Regions from separate parts of the Mus musculus genome. Here all the other regions are linked to region 1. Evidence: chromatin contacts called from public promoter capture Hi-C data. All regions are on one chromosome and are shown on one strand. Each heading gives the region's core, a stretch centred on a gene start, on an enhancer-like site or on the middle of the called end of the contact. The rest is flanking DNA. Distances are from core to core; before and after follow the strand shown. Region 1 holds the start of Adam17 (a disintegrin and metallopeptidase domain 17). Region 2 holds the start of Rock2 (Rho-associated coiled-coil containing protein kinase 2). Region 3 holds the start of Nol10 (nucleolar protein 10). Region 4 holds the start of Odc1 (ornithine decarboxylase, structural 1). Region 5 holds the start of Hpcal1 (hippocalcin-like 1).

Region 1 (6,193 bases), core at 1,699-4,198:
ACCAGGCTGGCCTTGAACTCAGAAATCTGCCTGCCTCTGCCTCCCAAGTGCTGGGATTAAAGGTGAGTGCCACCACGCCCGGCTGTTTGTTTTTTAACTGTCTTATTGGGTTCTTATACCTCTACCTCCCTTCCAAGCCTCATTCTACCCTGATCCCTTCCAACCACCCCCTACCCTCACTAGGTAAGAGAGAGAAGGATAGAGGGCAAAGGGGGGGGTATAGACCTCTGTAGGCTACTTCCTGGGTAAGAGAGAGAAGGATAGAGGGCAAAGGGGGGGGGTGTAGACCTCTATAGGCTACTTCCTGCTCAGTAGGAACGTTGAGTTTCTTGGGGCTGTCCAATCTTGGTTGTCAGGATATCTCCAGTTTCCTCTTGTCTCTGATCGATCAGGGACAATTGACAATCGGTAACAAAGTCAATGGGAAGCAGAAGCCACCACAGGCCCTCTCGGGGACTTTCCCATTTATACCTCAGTCCCCAGAATTAAATTATCTGCAGGTGGCAAAGATCACACCCCTGCTAGTGCCTGAGGCAAATCCTAATCACCTGCTGTGAAGCAGCCTCTTATCTCACACCTGGGATTAAAACAAAACATTCTCCTAACTGGTTTTTTAAAGAAACTAAAATTCTCACCACAAAGCTGCATTTTTTTTTTTGAGACTTGAGAATTCATATTTCTTGAAGGGCTAGCTTTATCAACTTTATTCAGCAGCAGAAAAAAGCATCCAAATTAAGGTTTTATGACAGATAGGGTGAGACAGTTAGGGCTTCAAGGTGGCTCAGTGAGTGGGTAGATATTATGGGGGTGATTTTTTTCTCTTAAAAAAACAAAAACAAAAGACTAAGATAAAGGCTTGTAGCCAAGTGTGATGGCCCATGCCATCATCCTAGCGACAGGGAGGCTGAAGCTGGAAGGCCTGGGCAGGGTTACAAAATGAGCCTAGCTCATAAAGCCCATCACACTTTTCCCCCTGCTAGGACAAATCCCCCAAAAATAAACCCTTGAGGGTCAGGCTTCGACTGTCAGTTTTGGGACTCTTGATTTAACATAGCCCTGGCTGTTGTTCTGTGTCAGCCTCCTAGTGCTGGGATGGCAGGCATGGGTCACCACCAAGCTGTAGGTGCCAGTTCTGCCCTGCAGGCTTTTATCCAGCATGGCCCTCTGAGATGTTCCTCTGGCTCTTCATCTCCCCCAGGTGGAGTTATTTTATCCTAAAGATATGGACTATTGTCAAATCAAAGATGAATTTCAAATTGGAATCTTAATTTGAATACTGACTTGTGAATGTTGAAGACTACTTAAAATTGGGACTTATCCTGAAAACTTGTTATGATAAAGTGGATCAGGAGTTTTTTAAAAATTAGCACAGTGAAGCCAGCCTGGTCTACAGAGTGAGTTCCAGGACAGCCAGGACCACACACAGAAATCCTGTCTCGAAAAACAACAACAAAAAACCCAACAAAAACAGACACCCCTCCCCCCCCCAAAAAAAACCCAACAAACCAAAAACCTAGCACAGTGGTACTCAACCCCTTGGGTCAGTATCCCTTTGGGGGGTGCAGGGTCCCATTATCAGGTACCCTGCAGTTATTTACATTACCGTTTATAGCCGTAGCAAAATTATAGTCATGAAGCTGCAATTAAACAATTATGGTTCAGGGTCTCCACACATGAGGAACTGTAGTAGAGGGTCCAAAGCATTAGGAAGGCTGAGTGCCACTGAAATAGCATTTACTAAACATAGCTCAGCTGCACAAAAGCTAGGCGACACAAACAATATAATCTGCAGTCAACTAAAGTTACAAACCTGGGGACATGGAGCCTGGACACTCAAGAGAAATATCATAGCATTTCTATTATTAAAAAGCTGGCATCTACCGGGCGGTGGTGGCGCACGCCTTTAATCCCAGCACTCGGGAGGCAGAGGCAGGCGGATTTCTGAGTTCAAGGCCAGCCTGGCCTACAGAGTGAGTTCCAAGACAGCCAGGGTTATACAGAGAAACCCTGTCTCGAAAAAAACAAAACAAAACAAAACAAAACAAAACAAAACAAAAAAAAGCTGGCATCTAATTTGTGGGGGTGACTTTCTTTTTTGGTTAGGTATTCCTTGAATGTGTACCTAGTGAAAGTGTTTATACCTCGGTTGTACAGACTAGTTTAGCTAACATGCCCCCCAAAAAAATGTGCAAAGTCAGTAACTGTTGAAAATGTTGCAAGACATTCCACAACGAACAAATTTAAATCAGTTTATCTTTTTCTGGAAGACGACTTGAAATCTGACCAGGGCTATTAATGTTCAGTACCACAAACAATAACACAGGGAAAAAAAAAAAAAAAAAGACCGCAAAACCACAAGGGGTCGAGTAGGGAAACCAACTACAAGAGTTAGGGGGTAGATGGTCGCTCCTGTTCACTAGGAGACTGCCTAGAGTAAGGAACCAAGGAGCAAATAAATGTCTTTGCATAAGTCTATGTACAGTCCCCTGAGCATTTTCAGTGACAAGAGACCTAGTCTCCCGCAGCAAGTCGCCGAACAGCACACCCGATCCGCGTGGGGCGGATCTCCAGGGCACTGTGGCCGACTTCACGCCCCCATCCCATAGGCAGGTAGTTGACCCCACGCCAGACTTCACAGACCCTTCAATAAAGACGCTGAAGGGGACTTTAATCACGAAGAAGGTCGCACCTGTCTAAGGACCTGCCCATCCTCTCCCACCTTCGTTCCCCGCGGTCACCCGGGGACAGAGGCGAGAGAGAGAGGGTCGAGTCAGGACGCCGCCAGCTGAAGGCCAGGAAGGCGCCAAGCAGGCCCCAGAGGGACCAGGAAGGAACAGAGCCCAGAAGATGGCGTTCTGCCGGCGCCGCGCCGGGGCGGGGCGAGCCACGCCTCCCACAATGCTCTACGGCACCCTTCTTCCGGCTGTGGGCCGCGGGGTGGTCTCCGGCTGCGGCCGGAAACGAGTTAAGCCGCTCTCAGCGAGCGCCGCCTGCACTTCCGGGGACGTGAGCCTAGCTTCCCTGTAGGCGGCGCGGGAGGGAGAAGTTTGCAGGGCCGTGCTGGGAAGATCACCTCCGCTCCCAATGTGAGCAGTTTCCCGAACGCTCTTTCGGAGAAGGTTTCCCAGAGAGGTGGTGGACGGGAACATGAGGCGGCGTCTCCTCATCCTGACCACTTTGGTGCCTTTCGTCCTGGCACCCCGACCTCCGGAGGAAGCAGGCTCTGGCTCCCATCCGCGACTTGGTAAAGAGTTCGGGGAGCAAACTGACTTATCTGACCCCAGAGTGATTGGAGGGACGCGCCGGGGTGCTAGGGGCGGGATATTGGGCTCCCGTGGCGCGTCCCGAAGTTTTCAAGTGAAGGAAGGGGGGTGTGGCTCTCGGTGTTTAGAGAGAGAAAAAGAGATGGGCTTGTCTCTCAGTGAGGAGGGAAATCCTGGAGGGGTCTCCCATAGGGACCGAGGGCCTGGGACGGGCAAGTTCTCCCAGGTTTATTTCTGGAATATTTAGAAAAGAGGTGTTGGCACATGGATGGTTCGTTTGTGGAGTGTGAGATTTGGTCGAGGTCCTTTACTTGCTAACAAGTGAATCTAAGGTGTTAGGTGTTTCTGCTGAAAGCAAGACCCTGGGAAGAAAGGACAGTCCCAAAGCTCTCCACCACTTGTTGGCTCTCAGAGGCTAACTTGAAGTTATATGTAGGAGGTACTGAATGCAGTACCTGGTTGGAAGGTGGCGACTGATGTAGTTTCATTTGCATTTTTCGACTGTATTTGGAATCTTGCATTGGATTTCGAGATCATCCGTCTTGTTGGAGAGGTGCTTAGCTGAGAGAGCGAGGCTCAAACTTCCAAGCCAATTCTTGAATTGGCTTGTCAAGATGAATGTTTTCCTTGCAATTTTTAACAGATCACCAGGGATAACCCATTTAAATTGCCTAGAAACTTAGGGTTTCTACTTTAATTTTTTTAGAGATTGGATTTTAAGGAAAGGCATGCTTTAGAAGTTTTGAATTGAAATTGGCGATAGGCAATTTACTCGCTATCCTAGGATCCTTTAGCTTGCAAAAGTGGCTAAGACATTTCAGTTAATCAGTAACAAAGTGTCAAATAGTTTTGATGATAGGGAACTTAGCAAGTGTCTTAGAATCTTTTAGCTTGCAAATGTTGCCATCTAAGGCATTTCAGCTAATCAATAACAAAGTGTGAAACAGCGTGTTCCCAATTGTGTGAAGTTACGATCATGTCATTATAGTATTTTATTATTCAGATTGAAACCCTATGGGTTTTTTTTTCTAAGATGTATGTATGTATGTATGTATGTATGTATGTATGTATGTATGTGAGTACACTGTAGCTGTCAGACACACCAGAAGAGGGCATCAGATCGCATTACAAATGGTTGTGAGCCACCACCATGTGGTTGCTGGGAATTGAACTCAGGACCTTTGGAAGAGCAGTTGGTGCTCTTAACTGCTGAGCCATCTCTCCAGCCCCGCCTCCCCCCCCCCCCCTTTCTTTTAAATGTCTGTTTTGAGACAGGGTCTCACTATGTATCTCTAGTTGGCCTGGAACTCACAATGCAGACCAGGCTGGTTTTGAACTCATAGAGATCTATCTACCTCTGACCCAAGAGGTGGATTAAAGACCTTGCACCATCACTCCCAGTCTTGTGTTGGTTTTTTTACCTTGTGTTTTCGTCTTATTTACTAAACAGGGTTGTGGTTGACTGGAGTAGACACTGAATGTGTTTTATGTTTGTATCCAAATAACTTTCTTGTGTGTTTGCATTTTAAATGGTTATGTATGTGACAAATTTAGAGAACGGCAAAGGAGCTAGTTAGAAAGTGCTGAAATCTAAGTTGATAGAATCTGAAGGAAGAAATTTCAGGATGGATAGAGATAAGGACATACTTCATTTTAAGGATGCTATAAAGAATTTATTCTCTTGCATTTGAGACAGTAAAGTGATTTTTTTTTTTTTGCACCGTTCTGACACACCTTCTTACCATTCTCCTGACCAGGAGTAGGAAGAAAAACATGAATCCTAGGGAGTCATACCAGTGTAGAGGAAAACTACATTATCTCTAGACTGATTCTCAGCAATGTAAACAAATCATAAAAATTTAAAAATATTTATTTATTTATTTATTTATTTTTCTTTTGGTTTTTCGAGACAGGGTTTCTCTGTCTAGCCCTGGCTGTCCTGGAACTCACTCTGTAGACCAGGCTGGCCTTGAACTCAGAAATCCGCCTGCCTCTGCCTCCCAAGTGCTGGGATTACAGGCGTGCGCCACCACGCCCGGTAAAAATATTTATTTTTAAAACAGTCTGACTTGATAGGCCTGGCTATCCTGGAACTTTCTATGCAGACCAGGCTGGCTTTGAACTCATGGATCAGCCTTTCCCTCCAGAATGCTTGCATGGATTGTCTTCTTTCTTTCTTTATAAATTTTTAAAGAATTTTTTTTTTAAACCCACATCCTGAACCTTGAAGAAATCCCCTCTACGTCAGGTCTGCTCTCTCTCTCTCTCTCTCTCTCTCTCTTTTTTTAAAGGTTTATTTATTTATTACATGTAAGTACACTGTAGTTGTCTTCAGACACACCACAAGAGGGCGTCAGATCTCCTTACAGATGGTTGTGAGCCACCATGTGGTTGCTGGGATTTGAACTCTGGACCTTTGGAAGAGCAGTCGGGTGCTCTTACCACTGAGCCATCTCACCAGCCTTCTTTTTAAATTTTAATAGCAAAGTATAGCACATTCTACCAGAAAACAAAACCCAAGCCCATAGTATAATCTATTGACCTAAGATTTGAAGAACTCATATTGGGGCTGGGGCTGCCAGGAATTATGCCTGGCATTAAGATATAAAGATGAAATTATATTCATCTTTGAAGGTTTATGGCTTAAGGGAGACTCATTCAGAGATCTAAATCGAATGGTTGTGTGTATGCTAACCTGAAGGTAAATTTCAAAATGTTTCAAATACAAAATCTGTGACCTACTTTTTTTCTCTTCCACCCACCACATCTTCTTTTATTAAAAGTAACACAAAGGAAAAACAGTTTTGAAACCAAAGTGTGACTTCTACACTCCAGCTGCAACTTCACTATGATATCATGACTAAGCTCATGTGACTCATAACTTTCCTAAATTATGCAATTCATAACAGTTCCTGAAGTCAGTTTTGGTG
Region 2 (6,193 bases), core at 2,977-5,476, 4.5 Mb after region 1:
CACTAAATGGAAAGAACCTAAGTACTGTGATAAATATTTTCATGATCTGGGGCCATAGCCCTGAGGCAGACACTTGCAAGCATGTGCAAGGACTTGAGTTTAATATCCAGAACTATCAAAAATAAAATTTCTGTACAGTAATATTTTCATATAGTTACTGGCAGGTACCAGTTTTAATAGGTGTTTCTGGGGCCAGGCAGATGGCTTAGCAGTTAGAGGCAGCTGCTGCCAAGCCTGACAGCCTTAGTTTGATTACTGGAATCCACACAGTGGAAGGAGAGAACTGGCTCCTGTAAACTGTTCCCTGACCTCCATACCTGTACCATGACACAAAACACCCCACCCAACACACACAAATAAAGAAATGTAAATTTAAATTTTTAATTGGTATTTTGTTTCTCAGCCCAGTGAAATTGTAAATAAATGTTTGATCACCTTTATCCATTCACAAAAGCCTAGGTACTATATAGGTTACTATAGCCACATACTCTTTAAAATAACAAAATAAAATCCCAAGGCATAAACCTTAAGACATTTCTCCAGCATACATGTTAGTTAAGTAAAACACATCAGGCAAGCAATGTAAGGATCTCTGACAACACAGGAACTTACCAAAGGTTATCACTTAAGATCCTCCCTTTAAAATATTTCAAAATTACTGACCTTCAAAAGAGGCTCAGCAGATACAGGTACTTACAAGTCACCAAGCCTGACAACCCCCATGACCTGAGTTTGACCTCTAGAACCCACATGAGAAGAGAGAACCAACTCCCACCCGTTGTCCTCTAACCTCTACACATGGCAGGGCACATGCACACACTCAAACACACAAGATAGATGTTGCTTGTTTTTTAATTTCAGAAGTATCTCTCAAAACTATTTTTATATAATACCAAGCAGCTCACAATCTACAATTTCAAAAGAATTGCGTATTTTAAGGGCAAATAAAGTAAATAGCCTCTGCAGAGAAACAAGATAATTTAGTTTGTACACTGATAGTCCTGAAATTCAGCGCCATATATATGTTTGACAATGATTAGTACTTATGACAGCAAACTCAAAATGATAATTGCATGCACTTGAAAACTGTAATAATATCTAAAACAAAAATCATTTCCCATCTCAAAGAAAACATAAAGCTAGCAAAAAATTTGTCAAATGCACATAGGAGACGTAAAATGAGTGTAAAGATATGCCATACACTGGACTAAAACCTTACATGCTATCTCATGTAACTTTTTTTCCTATGAATGGCTTGCCTAGCTTACTGAAAACGTTTTATAGAAAATTCTGGTATGTTTCATCATCACTTGCCATATTTAGCAATACACAACTTCCAATGGTGCTTTCTAAGCTTTTGAATACAGTAACTAAATTTCAGGCTGTTTTTATTAGATTATTAAAGGTATGTTTTCTAGAATAAAACCAAAAGAAATGTAATGTTAAGTAAAGTAATGATTTAATTGTGAAAAAAAGCTCATGGCAAGATTTCAAATCTTTAAAGTGGTAACAGCTATTATTTTGTGAGCATTTTTAGAAACATAATTTTAAAAATAGTATCAGTGTAAAGACTACAGAGTTACAACCTGGAGAATGAAAAGGCTGTGAGGATGCATAGCAGTGATCACTGGCACAGCAGGGAATGCACATAGCATCACCCAACTGTGGACTTCAACACAGTTTAAATGGCAAGGTTTATGTATACTACTACTACAATTAAAATTTTACCATGACAAAGGCAATTTGGAGAGGAAAGGGTTTATTTGGTTTACAGTTCCATACCACACAGTTCCTCATCAAAGGAAGTCAGGACAGGAACTCAAACAGGGCAGAAACCTGAAGGTAGGAGCTGATACTGAGGCAATGGAAGGGTGTTGCTTACTGGCTTGCTTCCCATGGCTTGCTCAGTCTGTTTTCTTAAAGAACCCAGGACCACTAGCGAAAGGATGGCACCACCCATAATGGGCTGAGCCCTCCCGAATCAATCACTAAGTAAGAAAATGCCATAACTCTAGCTTGTGTAGAGTTGACATAAAACCACCCAGCACAAAATTCATTCTAAAACTTCATGATAAAATTTACATAACATGGATATTATTACAACTTTAATGATGTTTTCAACTTTTATGAATGTGCAACAGAGGCATCAGGAACCTCACTCTAAAGGAATAAACGGCATTTTTTGGCTTAGTAACATACGCTGCACTCTAGAATAACACCTGTCCTGATTCTCAATGACATGTAATCAACTAAAAGCAGCAATAAGCCTGCGGTCAAATCAGCATTTGATGTCAACCCTCCTAAGGGTAATATGTCACCTTAACAAATGTGGTGTATGAAGCACTCAATGAAGGAACTGTTACTGGCCACGTGTAATAATTTAGGTAATATTTTAATAAAACAAAATAGTCATGTCACAGGTATAAACAACTTGGTTCCAAGCTCAAAATGACCCTGATAATGATAATTAACATCACTAATAATACAAGAGATGACTGTGAAATGTAAAAACATTTCTATCTGGGATTGAAAATGATCCTGGTGAATACTTGAGATTTACAGAGACTATTTTTAACTGAACTTTCTGGCCTAGGATCAAAGTTTTGCTAGCAAAATACCAAAGTGAAAATCCTGGCAGTGACACCAGAGAAGCTTTGCTTTATCTACAAAAAGGCTATGAACTCCAAGCAATCCTGCTCTGAAGACTTCCAAAATACGTCCCACAAGAACACAGGAACCCACTACCAAACAAAAACACTCCCCCCGCCCCCAAAAGTCAAAATCTCTATATTTACACATCCTATAGAGCGATACCCACACTCTAGTCAGTTCCTGCGCTGTGGCCAAACAGAACTGAGTCACTCTGCAAATGATTCCAGAAACCTCAAAGGATAACCAACGGCCTCAGAAGAAAAGTTAGTCAGTGGAAAGGGAGGAGACAGTTTTTCTCATCACAGAGTCACTAGGCTTCTCCTAGCAGAGCTCAGGTCTGACATGCTTTTTGGCACAGAATGCCTGATCACCCACCCTAAGTCTAGACCTCCAAAGCTAATAGCCGGAGTATCTTTTTTTTTTCCGACTTCTCCTCAGGGTACACGTTCACACCACTTTTTCCCATAAATGCAACTCTAGGTGCACACTAATCAAATTCGTTTGCCAAGCATAATCGCTTCCCTCAACACGACCAGAAGTATACCAGCATTCTACATGGCATTTATTGTAAATCGTGTTCTTTTCTTAACCGAGCTCCAGTTAGCTGCCTTTTCCAAGGCTCTTAATTTGGATTTTGAATGCTATGGGAAAGACAAGATGAAGGGGAGAGATTTATCCCATTCTACAATTCAGACTCATTTCTTGGCTTCAGAGCAACAATCTCCGGAAATTTAATTTACATAAATTCAAATGTACTAAATAGCTACTATGGAATGTCCAAGAGCAACTGAAAGCAGCAAACTTGAGCTAGCTGTGCGTTCCCAGCTTCCTGACGAGCTCTTTGTCGTGTGCCCCCGGTGGTACTCCCAATAGGAAGAGCGTCGGGTTTCTTTCTCCCTGGGTTTTCACCCTAGCTCCCACACTGCGTGACACTTTCAAATTGGGTAGCCCAGTGTAGGAAGCACAGCCAATCCTCCACCTTTCCGCCCCAAACCAACTGGGTAGGCGGGAAGGAGACCAGGGGTGTTTCCTCCCTGCGCGCTCCAAGAACGGGGGCGGCCGAGATGACACTCGCTCGGCAGGGAGGTGGACCCGAGAATCCCAGGTGGGGTCTCCACTCTGGAACCTGGGTCTCCAGCTCCCCGGGCAGCCGGAAGCGGGGCGGGTGGGCCGAGGGGGGACCAGGCAGGGCGGGGAGTTCCCTCCCTAGCCCGCACCTACCAGCAGACTCTCCACGTTGATGGGCGAGCGAGGGTCTCGGATGAGCGCCTCCAGCTTCCTCTGACGGCCGGCGCCCGCCCCGTCCCCCGGCGCGGTCTCGGGGGCGCCGGGCATTTTCCCCGTCGGCGGGGGCCGGCTCATGCCGCTTCGCCGGGCCTAGCGCCGCCCGCGGAACCTCCGCCCCGGCACGCCGCGCGCCGCTGTCTGAGGAGCCGCCCGGCCCGGCCGGGAGCAGCGAGGCACACGGCGTCCCCGCCCCTCAGCCGCACGCGCGCCGCCCGGCCCGTAGCGAGCTCGCCAGGACCCGGCGGGCGGGAGCGGGGAAGGGGCGCCCGCGCCGCACCACCCCGCCCTCGGGGCTCAGGCCGCTAGGGCCGTCGCCCGTCCACCCGCATATCGCCGCCGGCCGCCTCGCGCGCCCACACGCCCGCTCCCCTCACACGCAGTCGGAGCCGCGTCCCTACTCGGCCGCGCGCCGCCGCTACCCACAAGCCCCTCCGCCCGCGGTCGGCTGCGCGCGGCCCGGCCCCGCCCCGCCCACCCCGGCGCGGCCCCGCGGCACGCCCCGCCCCTGGCCTCCGGCCACGCCCCGCCACCGGGCTGAGCAGCCAGGCTTCTTTTCCGTTCCCGCCGCCTGGCTAGTCTCCCTGCCTCGTCGGGCCGGTTCGCGGGACTGGGAGGCGGGACGGATGGCAGCGCGGTGCCCCGTGGTCCCCGTCGTGTGTCCCACGTCGCCGGCCGGACCCAGAGGCCTAGTTGACGTCCGCGCCCCCCGCCCGCTGTGTCCCGCTGACTCAGCGCGCAGCTATGCAAGCCGCGCCGAACTGCTGCGCCCCGGGTCAGCGCCCTTCCCAGGCCTGGTGCGCCTGAGGCCTGCGCCTGGGGCTCCCAGGGGGCGGGGAGGCCGCGCCCCTAGCCCGCGCTAAGAGTGTGGGACTCGTTTGAATCCTGTTGAGTCCCGGAGCTGGGAGGCCTGGAGGAGTTGTTTCTGCCTCCGGGTCATAAATCCTAAACTCTCAGAAACCTTTGTGCCCTTCCCTGACCAAGGTGCCCGCCTGGCCTTAGACCTTAGACACTGGCCAGGCGGAGGGAACAGGAGGCAATAAGGAAGCGCTTCTGCATCCGCGGGGCCCTTGCTTTTGGAGAGTGAAAGAGAGGGGCTGCTTCTCCGCATTCCTGCCCTCTCCTTGCCCCCTAGCCATTGGTCAGATCCTCTCAGGGCGCAATCGGAAAACTATGTGCCAAGAGCTATAAAACTGTTCACAGAGCCCCTTTGACCCAGTAAGGCCATTTAAGGAAGTCCAAGTGTAAGGAAATGATCCGAAAAGAGGAGGACTTTGCGTGGAGATGTTTACAGCAGGGCTATTCAGAATGTTCGCAATGACCAAAACCCTGGGAGTGGACCCAATCTTCCAGCAGCTGAATAATCCAAACAAGCTCTTGTCATATTCACGGGAAGAATCCTACGGGTATTGCAAGCCGGTTGAGACTAGGGAAAATTTACCGGAAGTGAAAAAATGCAAAGGGGATTATGAACACTTTGAAATGAGCAGCTAAACAAGTGAGAGAACACACTTGCTCCTAACTGAATGGGATTTTCCCCCCACTTCTAAAGATGTCAAGTAGGGTGGTGGCCTCATAGGTCTTTAATGCCAGCTCTGGGGAGAGACAGAGGCAGGAGGGTTTGAGGCTAACCTAAGTCTAGAGAATGAGTCCCAGGACAACCAGAGCTACACAGAGAAAACTTGTCTTGAAAACAACAACAAAAAAATGCTAAAAAGCATATTGAATTTTTAAATTTGAAAACTTGTACTTATGGAAGCTAGAGTGTAATGCCCCTGAATAGTGAACTGTAGAGCTCCCTGGGGTGTCAAGGTAAATATGCAGGTAGGCTACAGCCCTGGCCTGGCCAAAATTGCATGCACTTCACCCAGCGCAGGGGTCCAAAAATGTCTGCCCTTCTGGGGAGAAGCCCCTCTGACTTGGATTAAGACAGGAAGAGTCTTTGATGACTGAAGAGAACCCTTTCTCTTGTAGATAATAAAACTGGCCTCTGGGTCAAAAAAAAAAAAAAAAAGTTCTTCAAGCCAGTAGGTAAATTTACTTCTTCATACGTCCACAGACCCAAAGCTAGGAGAGTAGAGCCAGCTAACCACTCTTTCCACCCATGCACTGGAGCATGATAATTAGATAATCATTATTACAGATCTTACAAGTTCTTTTTCCTGGTGATAGTATAATGGGCTTTCAAAAGGAACATTGTGATCTTCCAGTTACAAATTAATTTTGAAATGACTTGGCTATATGTTTTTATGGACTT
Region 3 (6,193 bases), core at 2,263-4,762, 4.0 Mb after region 1:
CAACAAAATACAGCATTTCCACTAAACATATCTAGGCATAGCCTCCAAAATCTTAGGCTTATCAAAGAAATTAGCGTAGAGTTGATGCTTGCCTGCTAGCTCTGCCTCTCTGTGGCCAAGAGGGCCCAGGCTAGAGGAAGACCTAGTGCAGCCTCTGTGGACCACAGCACTAAGACCTACTCTCAAAAAACTATATTTTTCTCTACCAGGGTAAGAATTCTGACTGGTCACTACTGTGAACACAGCTTATCTATGACATATTTATGCCTTGCATATAAAACCCAGATATTAAGATTAGAGGAAGGCCTGTGGATGTGCCATAGTGCTAAATAGCATGCTTAGCATGTTGAGGCCCTGGGTGCAATCCCTGGCATCACAAGGAACAAAAAAATCAAATACTGAACAAGTTGAATTGCTAGACACCTATTAGTCCTGCGCAGGCCAGAAAACAGTTTCTTCCCATAAATAACCTGAATCCATTTTGCTACACGTGAACGCCCTGGAAGGGGAGCAGATAAAGCCCCAGTCTGTAAGCTCCAGGCAGCATTTGTTTCCTCCAAGTTAAAAATCTCACTTCTTACCCGACTTTAGTACTATATAGAGCCCGTTTTTTCCAAGAAGCTTGCCAAAAGATCTCAATCTCATGCTGAAACCCTCCTAGCTCTCCATTTTTAGAGATTCAGCTAAAATCTGAAATCTTCAGGAAGGTAAGCTTCCTTTCGTGGCAACCTGAACTGGAAAATGTTTAATGGGAATAAACTGTGAGTTACAAATGGGTCTCATTGTTTACATCCAGACATTTTACACACAAAGTTCTTCTGTTTATAAAGAAAACTTTTACTGTCTGTCTATTGCAAAACACAGAGATTCAACTAACAGATAAAACTTCTGACACATTAGGAACAAAGCAGTTACAGAACTGTTTTGAACGACAGTCCTCCTTGGGCCACTTTGCTGAGTATGGCAGTCCTGCAAGAGTCTGACCACTTTTACCTGAGCCATGTCTCAGGGCTGTTGGCAATTGAGGAATTTGACAAAGGAGGTCATAGAAGGGCAGGCCTGTTTTCTGCCTGCTACCAAAACAGTGGGCTTCCCACCTCTGGGCTCCTCTGTGAAACGTAGACCCACTGTGTACAGGCCTCATCCAAACCATGCTGACTCAAGGGACAACTGGGATAAACATGCTGAAATTCCTGCCATCTTGCCATGTCGTGCATCCTGAAGTTTGTGTCTCTAACCCAGGAGCCTCGCTGCCATCCATAAGAGGGGGAGAGGCTACCTTGTTAACCGGAAGGGGGACATCACACCACCAGGAGAACAGTGGCCAACAATGCCAAAGACAGAAGGCAAAAAGCTTATTTCCCACAGCCCATGCCTGAGAGCCAGAGAACTGAGGACACTGCCCACAGGCAGATGACAAGCTGGAGCACCCTGCATACTCACCGACATTCTTCTTCTGCAGTGCTCTCTTCTTCCTGTCAGAAAGCCACTACGAGAAAGCAGACAGTGCACTTTAAAACACACCTAAATTATCTTCCACATGCAAAATAATGTTCATTTGAGAAAATGTATGCTTACAGGAAATAATAAAATGAAAAGTAGGACTATTCTATAATCTTAACTCCATGATAACATATATTCTGGATTTTCACTTTTTTTTTTTTTTTTTAATGTATGTAAGTGCTCTGTCTGCATGTATGCCTGCATACCAGAAGAGGGCATCAGATCCCAGAATAAAGTATTTCCACCCACCATGTGGTTGCTGGGAATTGAACTCAGGATCTCTGGAAGAAGAGAAAGTGCTCTTAACCACTTCCCAGCTTTTTTTTAAGACTAATTTATTTTATATATGTGAGTACATTGTTGTTGTCTTCAGACACACCAGAAGCATCAGATCATATCAGAGACCGTTGCGAGCCACCATGTGTTTGCTAGGAATTGAACTCAGGACCTCTGGAAGAGTAGTCAGTAATCTAAGTGCTGAGCCATCTCTCCAGCCCTCATATTCTGGACTTTCTAAAAAATATATTTACATATACTAAACAATTTTAAAGCATCTGTTTTACAAAGAATTATAAAAGCATAAAATTAATCCATCTAAGCTAAGATAATGCAAACTCTTGAAATGATGGGTTTTAATTTCTATATGGAGTGAGTGCACCCAATGTGTGTGCATATTCCTGTGTTAAGATAGAGTCACACAATGTAAGCTCTGTCGCCCAGGCTGAACACAAGCTCACAAATGTCCTGTCTCAGCGCCCTAAGCACTGGGATTATAAACGTGTCTCTTTGCCAGCCAAATGTATTTCTTACAAAGAATAGAAACAGACCTATGACTGGCCTAATAGACGACCCTGGATAAGAAGTGGTTTTTACCAGCACATTCACTGGAAGCTGATTTTCTTCTACAGGCAACAGTTGAATGAACAGCAACCAAAGCACTAGTCAGTTATCGTGACACTGAGTGGCTGGGTCTCTACCGGGACAATTTTGCTTCCCAGATGGCTTATGGCAAGTCTTTACATTTTAGTCTGTCATCACAATTGGATCTTGTAGGTATGGACCAGGGATGCTGGCAAACAACACTAGCAACAAGACTTGTCCAGCTTAAAACGTCAATAAATTTGAGGTTAAATGCCCCCAATAGAAAAAAAAATCCTTTCTAAAAGGGAAAAGTCAATGTACTATTCTTACTAGTTATGGCAAAATAATCTCTAAACATGTGAACTCACCTCCCTAGACCCTAAGTATACACCAAGGCAGTCTGCATTTGGAACAGGATGAGACTTTAAACAGACTAAGGGTGAGCCACAGTCCTCCTCTCTGCAGTCTGTGACTGTATTGCTCTGACTGTTTTCAGGCAATAAGGTTTTTAATTAAAGCACGTGAGAGTAGTTTCTAAACAGTTAGCACGTTCTTACACGTGAACCCAATGCAGGCAAAACAACGGTCTTGTCTTAGGGTTTTTATAGTGTGATAAAATACCATGACCAAACGCATCTTGGGGAGAAAAGAGTTTATTTCAGCCACACTTCTACATCACGGTCCATCACTGAAGAAACTCAAACAGGGCAAGAACCTGGAGGCAGGTGTTTATGCAAAAGCCATGGAGCAGTACTGTTTACTGGCTTGCTGGGCCTGCTTTCTTATAGAACCCAGAGCCATAGCCCAGGAACGGCACCACCAAGGGCTGAGCTCTTCCCCATCAATCATTAAGAAAGTGTCCTACAGCTAGATCTTATGGGGGCATTTTCTCAATTGAGATTCCCTCCTTCCAGTTAACTCTAGCTTGTGTCAAGTTGACATAAAACCAGCCACCACGGTCAGCCGATGGTAAGTTAGAGATACACGCTCCCAGGGCGATGGCGAGGGGGCGAGAACTCACCTCGGGAAGAGACTTGCCGCAGCTGAGGCTGTAAATCTTCACTTCGTTGAGGCTGGAGACCTGCATCGCAGCGCGGAGCAGCCGGAGCCCGGCACGCAGTCACAGAACGCCGGCCCACCCGAATACCCTAGCATCCAAACCCGAGGCGAACCGGCACAACGTGCGGGAACTGGCGCGAGCTGATGACGCACTTCCTGGCTCCGGAAGTGCGCGCTCACTAGGCTGCCCCAGGGCGGAGGCACTAGAGGCGGCAAGAGCGGGTCCGGGGAGATGTGCTCTGGGGTTGGAAAAAGCGAAAATGAAAAGAAAAATCGTACGAGAAAGCATGAGATGGGGAAGTGAGTTTGAACCTGATATCGTTTGAGACTAGAATGTGACAGTTATAACCACTTACCATTTTTAGGAAGTTCTGTTGTCCACATCAGAGGCCTTGGGATGACTTTCTAACAGCAGAGGACCCTCGCCAGTCTTTCTCTATATCCTCTTCCAAACACATTATGAAAAGACGAGTCTGGGAAAGAGAGAATGGTTAAGTAATGCTTTCTCCAAAGTCATGTGAAACCACTATCAAACCCTGGCTCCAGTCGACTCTTTGATAGGCACTTACGCTCTCATAGTCAGGGTCCACTCAAGCCCTCTCGGCAACTACGGTCGGGTGCTTTCATCTTCATTTGCCCCTGGGCCATGGCTCACTAGTTCCTGCTGGCTTTGCAAAGGCTTGTACTCTGGTGGAAGCCTTTTCTTTCTGAGCAGAGCGATCTGCTACAGAACTTTTCTGTGCTGTTTCTCTATCAAGTAGTGTTGGCACAGTCCCCGGACTCCCAGGTCTTAAGATGGTGCCATGTAGACACCACTCAGACCACCTTGTGCTGAGTTGCAGGTCCCTGTCAGCCCCTTAAAGTTCAAACAGCTGCTTCACTCCTTTCTGGGACGACTGATCTTTCCTCTGGGATCACCCATAGATGTGCTCAAGAATTTTTGACTTAGGTGATTGAAACAGTACCTTCTTGTGCTCGTATTCCAAATTAGACTGAGGAATTGCCAATTCCCAAGCGAGGCACAGTGACCCCCACCTAAAATTCTAGTGTCTAAAAGACTGAGACTGGAGAATTACCAAGGCCTGGATTACAGTCTCAACAAAAATAAATAAATAAATAAATGTATAAAGAGGTTAGAATCCCAAAACTTAGCGTGTAATATCTCAACTCAATCAAAAGTTATTTTGTGTCTTCAAAACTAGAAAATTCTCTGGCCTCCAGACCTTAGTTGTGATCTATTTATCACCACAATTGCCTGCCAGCACCATGACTGCCTACTTCTAAAACCAGCTTCCTTAATTCACTGTTCCACCATGCACTTTTTATTAGCTCAATGCTGTCTTCATAGTCACCTTGGCTAAATCTGTAGAGTAGCCCGTTTCTGCCTCTGGTTCCCATATTGAAGATCTAAACCTTGGCATCTCTGTAGTATTAAAAAAGGGAAGAATGAAAAAGGCTGGGCATGGTGGTGTGTGCATCCAGTCTCAGCACTTCAGAGAAGGCAAAAGGATGAGGTGTTGAAGATAATACCTATATAGTGAATTCAAGGCCACCCTGGGCAGAAGGCTCAGTAGGTAAAGGTGCTTGCCACCATGCTTGATGACCTGAGTCCTTGGAACCCACATGACAGAAGTAGAGAACAGACTTCTGCCAATTATTCTCCAGCCTCCATATACCCTCAGTGGCATGTTCATGTCCATAGACAAATAAATAAATACATAAACATTTTAAAAGAAAAATCAAAGCAAGAACATTGGACAGTTTGTTGATGTGTTCTGTTTCTAATGTGGTTAAAGATCCTAGGCCATTTTGTTTCAGCTCAGTACTGTCTCCTGTAGCACCTAGATGTTTGAGCATTTGGTGTCATATCTGAAGGTTTGCTGTGCTGGACTTCAGAATACCTCCCATGCCCTTATACCCAAGTTCTACCTGTTTACCAAGACTCACCTGTTAAATATATTGCTCATTTTTCTGTTCTGTATGAATGTCATTAATAACAGATTTGGGTTTTTTTCTCTGACTGGTTTGCAATTATTTAAAATATCCTGCAACTTTGATAGTATTGAACTAAATGTAAGGCTGTTGTTTCTAAAGTTGGCTTTTTTCTATGGGGACTATAGTTCCCTTAAGATGGCAGTCCATTTGAAGTTAATAGGACTCATTTTACTTTGTTTTTATTATTTTAAAGTGTGTGTGTGAGTGTGTATTTGCACAGAAGTGCAGGTACCTACATCTAAAGACATTGGATCCCATGGAGCTGAAGTTACAGGTGGTTGTCAGGGTGCTGGGGACCAAAGTTGAGTCCTCTGGAAGAGCAGTAAATGCTCTTAACCATTGAGCCATTTCTCCCAACTCCAAAAATTGTCCTTTTTAAAGAACCTACAAGTCTTTATTCATCCTAGGATGGGTCTACTTTTATGTATTTGTCACTAAATATTAAATAATATATTAGAGCCTCTATATGTTGCCCAGCCTCACTAGGCAGCTAGGGACCTCAGCATCCTTGGATTATTGGGTACTTTGAAGCAAACCTATGATTAGCATCAAGGATTGTAGTTCTCTGAGCACCTCCCTCATCCTCAGTCAGTGACATCGGTATGGCCCCTGCCTGAGCCAATACAGGTGTGTAGGACCCTCGCAGTAAATACTTGTTGATAGATGAAACCATTGGTCACTCTGGCTGCTGTAACAAAACACCTCAGACTGGGTAGCTTATAAACAACAGAAAATTCTCAGAATTCTGAAGGCAAGTAAGTCAAAGTTCAGGGTA
Region 4 (6,193 bases), core at 2,405-4,904, 3.8 Mb after region 1:
GCTGGTCTTTCACTAGTTCTCAGGAAGAGAAAGGGCCTTAAAATTTCATGTCTCAGCCTGTAATGACATCACTGAGATCTCACCTCACACCAATGACGTCAATATTTAGCTCTTTTGCCCGTTCCAAGAGAAGCCTGCTGGTTTTGAGTGTGGCACCAAACTTAACACTGAGGCGACAGACAGCTTTGGAATCATCAGTGGCAATCCGTAGAACCAACCTAGGTGGAAGTACACTGTGTAAGTGCTCTATAATGCTCATCCGCTCAGGAGCCTACGTGTAGGTGCTGCTGCTTGTCTGACACAGGGTTTAGCCTAGTTCTACTATGTATAGGAATAAATAAATGAACCAAGATATGAGTCTGCCCAACAAGGCCCGGCCTTTTGTGCTCTATCAGAAGACTCACTTTGCCTTTGGATGTGCTCTGGCGACTTTCATCAATTCAATTTCACTGTCAAAAGTCATCATCTGGACTCCGTTACTGGCAGCATACTTGATTTGAGAGACTTGTTTACAAGGATTTGCATAGATAACCCTCTCTGCAGGCACCCCAAGCCCCTGCACCAACTGTATTTCAGTCTGAAAGAGAAGAGCAGTGTTGGGCTCTATACAGACCAAGTCTGACAAACAAAAGCACATGAAGTTGTCATGTGCACCTCAGCTTATTAATAACACTTATTAACACAACTGATGCCTCCTTGGGGCGGGGTGAGCAGTCTTACCTTGCTTGCACAGTCAAATCCTGTCCCAATGGCAGCTAGGGTGCTCACTATGGCTCTGCTATCGTTACACTTGACTGCGTAAAAGGGAGTGACGCGGGGAAGAGCTTTTAGCCACCTCAGATGCTTCTTTAGAATGTCTCCGAGGTCCGCAACATAGAACGCATCCTTATCGTCCTGGAATGAGAACAGGTTCAGGGACCTCATTAGCTGTCCAGCAGCTGGCCACACTGAAAACCCTTTTCCCTTCCTTAATCAAATTCTATCCCTGTTAGCAGTCACTGACATGGCATGACCAACCACTAGACAGTCCACAGTCACATTCTAGATTCTCTGGCAAGACAGGCTCATGTATGGTGCTAGGAGCTCTCAGCAGAGTTGCGGCCTTCCGTGGGCTTCCCGTACTTACAGAGGAAGAGACTTCATTGATTTTTTGGTCCAGAATGTCCTTAGCAGTAAAGCCTTCATCAAGGATGTGGCAGTCAAACTCGTCCTTAGTAAAGCTGCTCATGGTTCTCGATGTGCTTCTGAAACAGGGGAAGCCGCAAGTGAGCGGGAACACACTCAAAGTCGTAGCAATGCTCCAGCACAAATCCACAAGTAAACCGATACTTACACAGGGAACCTGGAGATGGAATCAAATTATCACCAGCTCCTCACAAGGTCGACTTAGCCAAGAACTCTGAATGCTGCCTTCTTGGAGTGGTGGAAACACTAGTGAATAGAAACACAAGATGTGATCTCCCTTGGAATCTTACCATTAAAGGTTACACGCTGCAACCATACACCAGAGTAAACAGGTGAAATAAAGTAGCCAGTACAGGAAGAACTGTGGGTGGGAATCCCAGGGCCTAGGTGAATAGACACCACCCTCCCCAAACAGATTCCACTGTTCAAAACTGAATGCCACAACTCTATACATATGGGACATCTCTCCAAAACAGAATGTGTCTCAGAAGCATATCTGCATACAGCCCATTAACTCTGGCAATATTACTGTATTACATGGCTTCATTTCTGAGCCGTTCCAGGTCTTCAGAAACTTCAAATGGCATTACAGTAACTACATGCAGCCCTGAAAATATCTTATTCCTTCCCACTTTGTTATGCTGAATGATCTTAAGTGAATACAGTCATTATCATCTATCTAGAGCACTCAAACTCAGTGAACAATCCATCAAAATTTTCCATAAGGAACTTTCATGCAGTACTAGCATTAAAACAAAACAAAACAAAACAAAACAAAAACCCAAACTCTTCAAATCAACAGGATATTGTTAGTTACTATTATGAGACACCAGTATCCCAAAGCCTATATTGCCTAACAAAATGAGCACTTCTGGGATCCTGACTGTCCTCAAATGCCTTCTAATATCCACTTAGTTATGGATAATAACCATATGGAAGGCATTTTTGGTCAACTTTATGACTAACAAAAATAAGCAAGGTCACCACTCTTAATAAAAGCTTCTGTCTGGGCCTTATGAAATGGACAACAGCAAGTGGCCAAGTAAAACTCGTTTTTTTCCGTTGTGTGACCCACTTCAGTGCCTGCAGCCTACAGGCACGGAGGCTGGGCAATGGTTAGGAGCCACAATTTGCTCTAGCATGGGACACTATGAGAGGCCCACGGGGAAGAGCCTGCCATAAATCCAAATCCATGCATGGTTAAACATGTTAAGCCTTAATTTAACGAGACTTTTGGCAATGTCAACTTCCGTTAGCTGCCTAAACCTCTCCTAAGTTAAGACTAGAGAAGAGAGCCAGCCAACTCGTTGTATATCATTTACAACTGATGAATGGGCTTTGGCAGTAACTTTGTAATTTTAGGTCTTAAGTATTTTCCAGGCAACCTTCCGGTTTAAACACGAAAAGCTTTGAGATACTGTTTTGCCTTTCTGTAGCTTTGCCTAAATAATATAATAGATAAGATCTGAAAGAAAAATGTTACTAACACATTTTGGTATGGGAAGTAGCTAAATCGTGTCAGACAATTAGCACAAGAAGGTAACTCTGGAAGATATAAGCCAATTAAAACAGAAAAGAATTCCAATCAGTCAAAGTCTGCCCGATCTTAGGTTTGAATAAAACAAACCACTACATTCTTTGTCCTCTCCCAGACATTCCTGACAGGCTCTGCCCCCCACACTTTTTCCAGTTATTGAGGATTCTGAGTAGGGTTTCCGGGACAGCCGGGAACCCGTTTTCCCCTAAACCACTAAGTCATTCAAGGAGTTCTAATTCCAAGTCACAGCTGGTGGGTATTCATTAGCAGTGACTCCCAGACTAAATTTGGTCTACCAACTTCCACTCCGGGTCATCGCCTCTGCTCTGTACACGTAGTGAAACTAAAGAAAGCAGCAGGAAACTAACTGCAGGACCGCTGCTCGCGGCCGCGCTCCCCTGCACCTGCCGCGGGCTTGCCCTCCATCATCACCCGGGCAAGTGGAGCGCTGAGTCCGGCTGACGCGAAGAGGGCTCCCATGGGGGGATCCGAGGGCTTGCAGCCGAGGTCCAGGAGCAGCTGCCTTCAGGGCGGCGGCTCGCAAGGTCACCGGTCCCGGGCCACGTGTCCCCTGCCGGCGGCCGCAGTCCGGGCCTCGCGACACGTGGCCGCACATCCCTCCCGCGTCCCGCTCACCTCACAGCACGGTGGCCCGGCTGGCCTGACCCATGGAGGCGCCGCCGCCAAACCCCGAGGAGCGCCCGTCCGTCCGTCCGTCCGCCCGCCGCCGCCGCCCCGTCAGCCGCCTCGTCGAGCCCGCCGCAGACGCCGACCGGAGGTGGCGCCGAGCTGCTGGCTGAGGGCGGCCGGCGGTGGCGGCTGCAGGGACTGACAAAGCCCGACGGTGCGACGCGCCGCTACTTATACGCCGAGCACGTCGTCATGGAGACGCACCAGCTCAAACCAGCCGCGATCGGTTCCGGCCGGGAGGCGCGGGGGAGGGGCGGGGACTCCGTGGCGGCCAACCCGGGTCCCGGCGCCGGAGGCGGGGGACGCGGGCCGGGCGCGTCAGTGGGGCGGGGCGCAGCGCGTGCCCACCCACCCGCCCATACGCCCCGCGCTCCCCGCCGGGCCTCGTGTCGGACACGCCCTGCGGCAGGCCTGCGCACGCGCACCACATCACCAGTCCTGGCTGCCAGCATGCCGCAGGGCCCTATGGGCAGCGGGCGGGAGTCGGCTGGTGCATGCGCACATGTACCTGGTCGCCAGTCTCTCGCCCCCTACCTCTCCGCCTAGGCACACAATCTCTTCCCCCTCTCCAGGTCCTAACGGCTGAACCCAGACCTGGAAGACTAGCAAAATTCTTCCTCGGCTTTCCATTCAGGGGGTGGTATTCCCTAGCGGGGCAGGCGTATCGCAGATGCAAGCGGAGGATGGATGGGCCGTGAGCTGTGCGCCGGCCACATAGACTAGACTTGGTGGCGCAGACTGACCCTGCATCACGACCCTGTATGCCTAAGCCTGAAAGCTTGCTGAGAGACAAGCCCGCGGAGGCTGACCCGGCCACTCCGTGTTATGTTGGTGGCTTCCAACTAGATGTTAGGCATCAGTTGCATGCTAAGTACGCCTTCTATCTAAGCAAGGGTCGTATTGAAAGGCGTGTTAGGGACAAGGTAAGAGGTGGTGGACAGCCACCAGCTGTCTCTCTTATTCTGTCTTTCAGGGTAGCTACAACTTTGAGAAGCCTGAATGCGAACAGAGTCTGGGCAGTAAATTTGTATCCACCAAAGTTACATTGTTAAAGAACAAGTGGGACTGACTTACATATTCAGTATTGGAAAAACACACGAACACTACAATTTGTTACTATGTATACTATGTATACGATGTTAATGGTTTGTTAATTCTCAGTTAAAACCCCTCTCCCAGCCCAGACGTTGAGATACCATAGCAGTACCAAAAAACTAACTTGAATCACAGCAAAGGAAAAAACTTGAAGCTTTTCAAGGGCCTGAGCAGGGCCAGATGACCCACACCTTTAATCCCAGTACTCAGGCAGAGGCAGGCTTTTGTTTATTTGTTTTTTGTTTGGTTTGGGTGGTTTGTTTTTGAGACCTGGCCTCTCAGTTTAGCCCTGGCTTTAGTGGAACTCTACCTGCCTCTGCCTCAAGAATGCTGGGATTAAAGGTATGTTCCTTCTCTGACCAGCTAAATCTCTTAAGTTTGAGACCAGTATAGTCTACAAAGAGTTCCAGACCAACCACGGCTACATAGTGAGACCCTATCACAAAACAAAGTCAAACAAACAAACCCCACTGGCTTTTCTCCAGAGGTCCCTAGAGAAAATCCACAACCCAGCTCCACTCCCAAACTGTTGTGCAGTTTTGTGCAAGCCTTGGTCTCATGTACCCAAGGGTCTTTTACAACCACAAAGTCCTGGGAGGAAAAACCTTAGTACACACTTCCAAGCCTGGGTCATAGTCCATAGATATTTGTTGAATGAGTGAATGAAAGAACGAGTGATTCACTTCTCCCTGAATCATGGCTTCTGCAGAAAGAAACAAGAGCCACAAAAGCATCAAGCAAGCTGTCCATACAACGATGGGATGGGCATTTCACTCTTCTCTTGGGCACCCTGCTCTTCCTTAGTTTTATATAATCCTGGAGCAGTCACAAGGTACCATGCAGAGCAGGAGAAGGGTATGGGATCCCCTCCTAACAACCCTTTTCTTCCCCAAGGACCAGATTAGCTGTTTTGACCAGTCAAAGAACATACAGCCCCAAGCGTTCAATTAGCATCTTTATCTCTGTGATGGGAGATAATCATAGTGTTTTAGTTTTGGAAACCTTACCTGGGAAGAAGAGCGCAGGTCTTGGTCAGGAAGACCAGGAGACCATTCCAAATTATAAACTACTCTGGCTCTATCACAACTGCCTATGTATGTATGGCACCAACCCACCCACATTCCAATTCCTGCCCAAACCCTCGGGAGGTGGTGTCTTGTACATGATCCAGCTGACTGTCAGGGTGGGGACAGAAGGTAGGGAAGGAGGGGCCCATTTCCTGGGGTAGTGGCCCTGCTAGCTGGTGGTAGACAGGCTCCAGCATGGAGAGGTCCCCAAAGCCGGTCTGAAAGCAGCTGAGCTTGAGTCATAAGACTCAACTACTAACCTGCATTCAAGAAGACAGACCAGTGGTGACTAAACCCAGGCTTAGTCAAACGAGTGGCATTACTGATATTATTTTCACCGGTTCCTCCCTTTCCCTACCCATCTTCCTTAAGAGAAAATCAACAAAGGCTAGGCTACCACTCAACACAAGAGTGCTTGCCCCTTTCTCCCTAGGGGCAATTTGAGGCCCCAAGTTCCATTGCCATTGTCTCTCCAAAGTAAAGCGATGAGACCTTATAAAATGCCAATGTCCAGAATGTTATCCTGACATGCAGTGAGGTGTTTGTGCTAGATTGTGCAGAGGCACCGAAGGATGGATGAAACCAGTGTAGATGCTGCTATTAGCGGTGTTCTCAGTTA
Region 5 (6,193 bases), core at 1,564-4,063, 3.7 Mb after region 1:
CAGCAAGCGGGCCTGAACCCATTCCCTTTCCCCTGCATGGAAATTTCTGATTCTGCATAGCCTTGTACCTGAAGTCTAAAACAATTTCCCTCTCCCCTCTCCCCTCCCCCTCCCTCTCCCTGCCTCTCCCTGTCTCCTTCCCTCCCTCTCAATCTCCCCTCTCAGCATACCATTGGTTTTGAGTATTTGGCCAGTTTGGGCAAACCCCTGTTCCTCTGGGCTGTCCACTTGCTCTAGTCTCTCCAAAAGCTAACAGCTTTCCAGACATCCATTCCCAAAGTCATGGCTCCTGGTCTATTATGACACATTTACAGCTATGTACCACCTAGGGAACAGTGTCAAAGTAGGGCTCAAAGGAGCAGGTAAGGCTAGGCTGTGGCACTACATCCCACTACAGGGAGAGGCACAGCCCCTGGGCCTTCCTATTGGCACATTATCCAATAAAACCTCAAGAGCGTGGTAATTACAGGCGCTTTCAAAAGTGAAACAGAAATAGATCGAAGGCCAAAATACTGGTTTGCTTGAGACAAAGGGCTGGCTTTAACCAGGAAGGCAAAACAAAACAAGACAGCTTTTTGGTCTGTCTTCTGAGCTGAGAAAGCCAGACTGGTTTTTAAAAAACGATTATTGAATCTGATTTGGGGGAGATAAGATTCCAACCAATTGCCTTTTTCTCTTTAGGATATAAATCATTTGATAAGACTGAGAACAGGTGGTTTTCCAAGTGAGTCCCTGACATCAGGATTTAAAAATCAGCTTATGACATCCCTGGATGGCCATCATCTCAAAGACCTCAGGACTCAGGAGACAAATCAAAGGACCCAAACCGGAGGTTTCTGCTCCAATGTCACAACACCTGCTAAACCTTCCAGCTTCTTACAGAGAATAAGTAGGGAGCACCACAGAGCATGCAGGACTCTGGAACATATCCCATACAAAGGCAGGTGGCAAGCATTCCCACCAGTGCCCCATTTCGAGAGCCTGGCTTAAAAGCTGTTTTTAAACAGGGAAGGATCCTGAGAACAACAAGGTAGGGAGGGGAAATAATCAAGGGATCTGGCAGGTCCCTGACGCAGCCCCATGCCCGCCCCTCTGCCTGGCGCAGTGCAAATACTGAAATGGGGTAGGCTGAACTGCCAAGATCAGTATGCATATTCAGGATAGTGCAGTTTTACCAGGTTTCAATACTAAATACATTTGTTTTCTTAAATGAAGGGGTGGAATTGGAAGGAGGGTGCCACCCGGACCTCATCCTCCTGTATCAGGCTGACTGCATGGGAGTCAAGGCAGGCGGGGCTTGGGGGTGGGGGTGGAGGGTGTCTAACAGGATTTGGAGTCCTGGCGAACACCCTCTTCTGGGTGGACTTGTTAGTGGTTAGAATAGAGGGTGGCTTCCTGAATGACCAGGCCGGGAAGAAAGGTTCCTGAAACCCCAGACTGCCAGTCTACAGAGCCGGCCACTTTCTCAACGCAACTCTAATTCCAGATCGACATCCTCCAAGCACTTGTTGAACAAAAGGGCTCGCGAGTCTGTAGTCGCAGCCTTCCGGAACGCTGCCGGGGCGCAGGAGCCTTCCGGGCTAGCGCCCTACGCTGCGAGCTCCCCGCACACCCGAAGGCCGTGTCAAGCAGCCAGTAAGGTGCGGAGAGAAGGCAACGCACCCAGCCGCCTAAACTTTCTCAATCTCTCCAAGCTTTCGCTGTGAAGTTAGATCAAGGAAGGAGGCACAAACCACCGTATAGGAGGAAATGAGAGCGTCATCCTCAATAAAGGCAGAAAAAGATTTAAAGAGATGAGAATCCAATGAAGAGCACCTACTGTGCGCAAGACTCTGGGTCAAGAACTACGTGTAGTACGTTCTCACACTGTCAAGATAGCCCCTGAGGGGCCGCCCTCACTTGATACAGACGCCAACTGCGACTCAAAAAGGTGGCCCATCTCAGTCAGGCTCAGGTCTCAGGGCGGGTCACGGCGAGGCCAGGGCTGGGTTGGTCTTTCCCACTGTCCCAGAGCTGAACACAGCCAAGCGGGTCCCCATCCCTCATCAAAGCTCACAATTATCCAAGTGAACCTTGTGGACCTGCCGCCCCCACCCCACCCCGTGAGGGGTGTCAACGCCCGCTGCCACCAGGCAGGCACTTTGCCCATCGGATTCTAGTCGTACCCTCAGGTTCCTGAGCTACGCACTGCGCGGAGCGACACCAACCGGGGGCTCAGCTTGCCCGGGCAGACCGCCCACGCCCACCCCGCCACCCCCACTCTGCGCACAGCGGCTCCCCCCTCGACCCCGCCAGCACTAGTCCCCATCCCCACCGGCAACTGTGCCCTGACACACAATTCCACAAACGTAGTCTGAAAAGTGCACATCCCATCGAGCGCAACGATCCCCACGAGGACACGCCATTCTAGAGCCACGCCACCGTCCGCGGTCAGCTGCAAGCCCACTACGCAGAGAAACAGGCACCATCAGTACCGGCGCACACACACCCGTTCACTCACAGCCGGGTCGCAGCGAGCGGGTCACACACGCTCCCTCCATGCAACCCCGCAGTCCCGCAGTTTCCCCTTTCCTACCGGCTCTGGAGCTGGACGCGGTCCGCTGGCTTCTCGAGCCCAAGTTCTGCGGTGGCCGAGGCTGGGGAGGTGACCGAGAGAGCGGGCGTTTGCGCTCCCGCAGCCGCCGCGCCTGCTCTGCGACCTTCGCCGCTCGGAGAGACAAAAGGATCCGCCGGCCCAGGAGAGAGCGAGGTGTGGGCGACGGCCGCTCTGCAGGTCCACCACCCGCAGCCGCCGCCAGCCCGGGAAGGAAGGGAAGAGAAGGCGGGACCCGGAGGCGGAGGCCGGGGCGGGGCGCATCGCAAGGGCGGGCACTCAAGTTTCCAACGGACCCGCCTCCTGCTTCGACCACGCCCCCAGTCTTAGCCCCGCCTCAGCCGCAGCCTGGTCACGCCCCCGCCCTTTGCCACACCCGCTGCTGGACCCTCGGTGCGCCCACTCTGGTCCATATAGCTCCCTGATCACTCGCAGATTCTCAGCGCAGCAGAGGATACGATGGGTGTTAAGGCCACTGGGACTCGGGACGGGGAGACTCTGGGGGGGTGGAAGGGGAAGGAGAGCAGGGGAGGGGCCGAGCACTGGCCCCACCTCCCTAACCCTTGGCCTCTGGCCTGCGGGTGGGGAGAGGCCGAGAGGCGGTGCCCAAAAGGGCCGGCCTTACGCCAGCACCCACCCACCCCGCCCCCGCCCCCGCCCCCGCCGTACTTGGAAGGAAGTACAGTCCCAATGGCCAGGGAAGTGGAAAAGAGGCTTGAGTTGCCCTAGGCTCCCCAGGACCATCTGGGATGCCTGCAAGGATCTCCTCCCTCTCCACATCAGTCCCGTGTGCATCTGTCACCCACTTTCCTGCGCGTGGTTTAAGAGAAGAGCTTGGCCTGGAGGTGGAAGACCTACGTTCCAGCTGTAATTACTTCTGCTAACTCATCCAGCCATCTTGCCAAGAAAACCCTTGGATTCCCTCAGCCTCGGTTTCCTCACCAATAAACTGGACAACGAGGAGATCCAGAATCCTTCTTGGGGTCTTTGCCTCCCTGACATTCAGTGTGGTTTCAGTTTCCTGGTGAGGAGGCGGGGGCTTGGTTGACATCTCCCATAATAGGGACATCTGGCCTTGTGGGTCCCAGTGGTGCTTCCTTCAGACTCCCAGCATACTCTGGCAGATCGCACCTGCCATGCCCACCCACTGCAAATATCCCAGAAGACAGGTAACCACAGAAACAGCTTATATGAGGAGCTGGGCGAGCCTGTTGTGCAGAGATGAAACTGTCTCTCTGGCGTCTCTAGGGAAAAACTCAAATCCCTCCTTCAAATCCTCCTCCACAAAAACATGTGAGTGAACTCCTACTATTCAGGAGGCTGCCAGGGGTACCTGTAGTAGAGCAGCTCGGAGGTGGAGCTCTGGGGCCTTCTCCACTCCTCCCTGCCTCTGGTGCAGAAAGGCAAAACTAAACCCAGAGGGCTCAAGGGAATGACAGCTGTGAGAGTTAACAGCGCACCACCTGACTGATTTCGAGGGCTAACCTTTGGGTCTCTCTGGCCATGATCGCTTCCTTCTCAGTAAAGACCCCACGGGAGGTCAGTCTGCCCCTTTCTGTAGCACAGCACCACACAGGTATCTAGGGTTACAGGTAGGAGGTTCCCAGAAAGTGGATGGCTGAGGCAGAAGCCTTCAGATATCCTGTTAGCTAGGGCGGGTTGCTTTGTTCTGTGGTCTCCTATTTGTTCTCATTCAACACAAAAGAGGGAGGCCTCACTCAGACACCCAGAAACCCTCTGGCTTCTATCTAGTGACCTCAGCAGAACCTAAGGTCTTTGCAGGTCACTACTGGCTCTCAGCATTCATTTAAACAACAACAACAACAAACAAACAAAACTAAGATAGCAGAAATGGTACCTCAGGAAGGTCTTTTAGGAGCTGGGCCTGGAAGTAGTCTGAGTCATCTCTGCCCACATTCTTGGTCCAGAATTAGTCATATGAACCTACTTGGTTGTAAGGGGCTCAGGGAGTTATGGCTTTATTGGATGCCTGAACACACACACACACATACACACACACACACACACACACACACGTGCGCGCACACACACATACACACAGGGTAAGCACATAAATATAAATTTAAATTAAGTAATAGCTTACTTATTAGTACTTTAAGAAACCTGAGGGTAGCTGGGTGTAGTAGCACACACTTTTAATCCCAGCACTGATCTACATAGTGAGTTCCAGGTCAGCCAAGGCTACATAGTGAGACCCTGTCTTGAAAAAAGAAAGAGAAAGAGAGAAGGGGTGGGGGCAGGGGGAATTCAGTCTACATCATACCTGGGAGACTTTCAAATCAACATGGTTCCTGGCCATAGTCCCTTGCTATTGACTCTGCAGCCTCTTTATTTTCTATCATGTTTTATTTGCAGTTCCAGAGTAGGCTGCCAGGATTGTAATGGGTGAGGCTCCATCCTGGTGATGCTGTCTACCCTTCCCTTGAACACAGAAGCTGGCAGAGAAAATAGCCAGAGAACTTCCTATCAGCACCAAGAGTGACACCCAAGGAGGTGCCCAAGAAGGGAAGACTTTGGGGGTGATTGTGTTCTGCCAGCTAGCAAAGTTACTAGATCCCCCTCACACGCTTAGATGGCTCAGGTCTAAGGAGATCACCAATCTTCGATCACAGAGTCCTTTTGTGGTTTTTTTGTTGTTGTTGTCAGTTTGGGTTTTTTTTGTTTTGTTTTGTTTTGTTTTGTTTTGCCCTGAGACATACTATGTACGTGACTTCTCTTGAAATACGTATGTGGCTCGTGGCTCATGCAGGCACTGTGATTCAGAGGCAGAACCTTGCAAGCTCCAAGAGATCAAACTAGACTGGCCTAGAGCAGCTGGCTGCTGTGGACTGGACTGGGTATATGTCCCTGCATCGGACATTAGAGTACTGGCCCCTAGTGTTACAAATTTGGAGACAAAAATTTTAGAACCTATACACACAAAAAAAGCTGGTTAGATGTAGCTCTGTGACTGGTGGGCCCAGTGGCTCTGGATCTGTGACAAGTAGCTTATCACGATAGGAGCTGAGATGCAACAAACTGCCTATTAAGGAAAGTGAAGGGGAGGCCAGGGTCCCACAATCCCCTTAAGGGGTACCCAAATGTGACTTAAAGACCTCTAGTCGGCCCTAGGTCTTAAAGCCTCTACCATCTCACAATAACACCAATCTGGGGACCAAGCATTTAGCACATAGACCTTTGGGGGTCATTCTAGATCTAAATGGTCTGAAGATAGAGTTAAAGCTGAATGCATCAGAAAGCTAGGCCCTAGAAAACAGGAGTGGTGGGCTTTGAAAAGAAGGAGAGATCAGTCCCTCTCTGCATGCACAGGCACCAAGAAAGTGCTTTGTGGAGACCCAGCAAGGTGACAAAAGCTAGCAAGGAAGCTCAACTCTGAACCTGCCAGGACCTTGATCTTGGGCACCCTAACTCTGGAGCTGTGAGCAGTACACATAAAGTTGTTTGAGTCATCTAGGATGTGGCTTTTAAACAAATATCCCTCCTATTTTATGAGTATAGGTGTTTTATCTGCATTTATATGCATGCACATCATGTGTAAAATGCTCACCCAGGTGAGCTAGAAAAGTGCACTGGGTCCCC

The links. Promoter capture Hi-C pulls out the DNA fragments that hold promoters and counts their contacts.
Region 2: a promoter capture Hi-C map of the HPC-7 cell line shows a contact between it and region 1. The contact joins the promoter of Rock2 here to the promoter of Adam17 in region 1.
Region 3: a promoter capture Hi-C map of pre-B cells shows a contact between it and region 1. The contact joins the promoter of Nol10 here to the promoter of Adam17 in region 1. A contact is called at or near these places in 4 of 39 promoter capture datasets (the HPC-7 cell line, cranial neural crest, maxillary cranial neural crest and 1 more).
Region 4: a contact with region 1 is called in a promoter capture Hi-C map of second pharyngeal arch cranial neural crest. The contact joins the promoter of Odc1 here to the promoter of Adam17 in region 1. A contact is called at or near these places in 5 of 39 promoter capture datasets (the HPC-7 cell line, cranial neural crest, frontonasal cranial neural crest and 2 more).
Region 5: a promoter capture Hi-C map of cranial neural crest shows a contact between it and region 1. The contact joins the promoter of Hpcal1 here to the promoter of Adam17 in region 1. A contact is called at or near these places in 4 of 39 promoter capture datasets (cranial neural crest, frontonasal cranial neural crest, maxillary cranial neural crest and 1 more).

The regions. Positions count from the first base shown.
Region 1 is chr12:21,370,387-21,376,579 of GRCm38.p6, reverse strand. Adam17 (a disintegrin and metallopeptidase domain 17) reads left to right here and starts at 2,948. Exons shown (of 19, transcript NM_009615.6): 1 at 2,948-3,244. The coding sequence starts at 3,148.
Region 2 is chr12:16,893,011-16,899,203 of GRCm38.p6, reverse strand. It overlaps Rock2 (Rho-associated coiled-coil containing protein kinase 2), which reads right to left and starts at 4,226. Exons shown (of 33, transcript NM_009072.2): 1 at 3,874-4,226. The coding sequence starts at 4,014.
Region 3 is chr12:17,345,812-17,352,004 of GRCm38.p6, reverse strand. Nol10 (nucleolar protein 10) reads right to left here and starts at 3,512. Exons shown (of 21, transcript NM_001008421.1): 1 at 3,386-3,512; 2 at 1,444-1,489. The coding sequence starts at 3,451. It overlaps Gm46336 (a long non-coding RNA gene), which reads left to right and starts at 3,603. Exons shown (of 2, transcript XR_001780553.2): 1 at 3,603-3,723.
Region 4 is chr12:17,542,334-17,548,526 of GRCm38.p6, reverse strand. Odc1 (ornithine decarboxylase, structural 1) reads right to left here and starts at 3,654. Exons shown (of 12, transcript NM_013614.2): 1 at 3,359-3,654; 2 at 1,334-1,431; 3 at 1,127-1,244; 4 at 721-894; 5 at 405-577; 6 at 84-218. The coding sequence starts at 1,228. It overlaps Gm22748 (a small nucleolar RNA gene), which reads right to left and starts at 2,381; the gene lies at 2,246-2,381.
Region 5 is chr12:17,687,429-17,693,621 of GRCm38.p6, reverse strand. Hpcal1 (hippocalcin-like 1) reads right to left here and starts at 2,813. Exons shown (of 5, transcript NM_001361645.1): 1 at 2,576-2,813.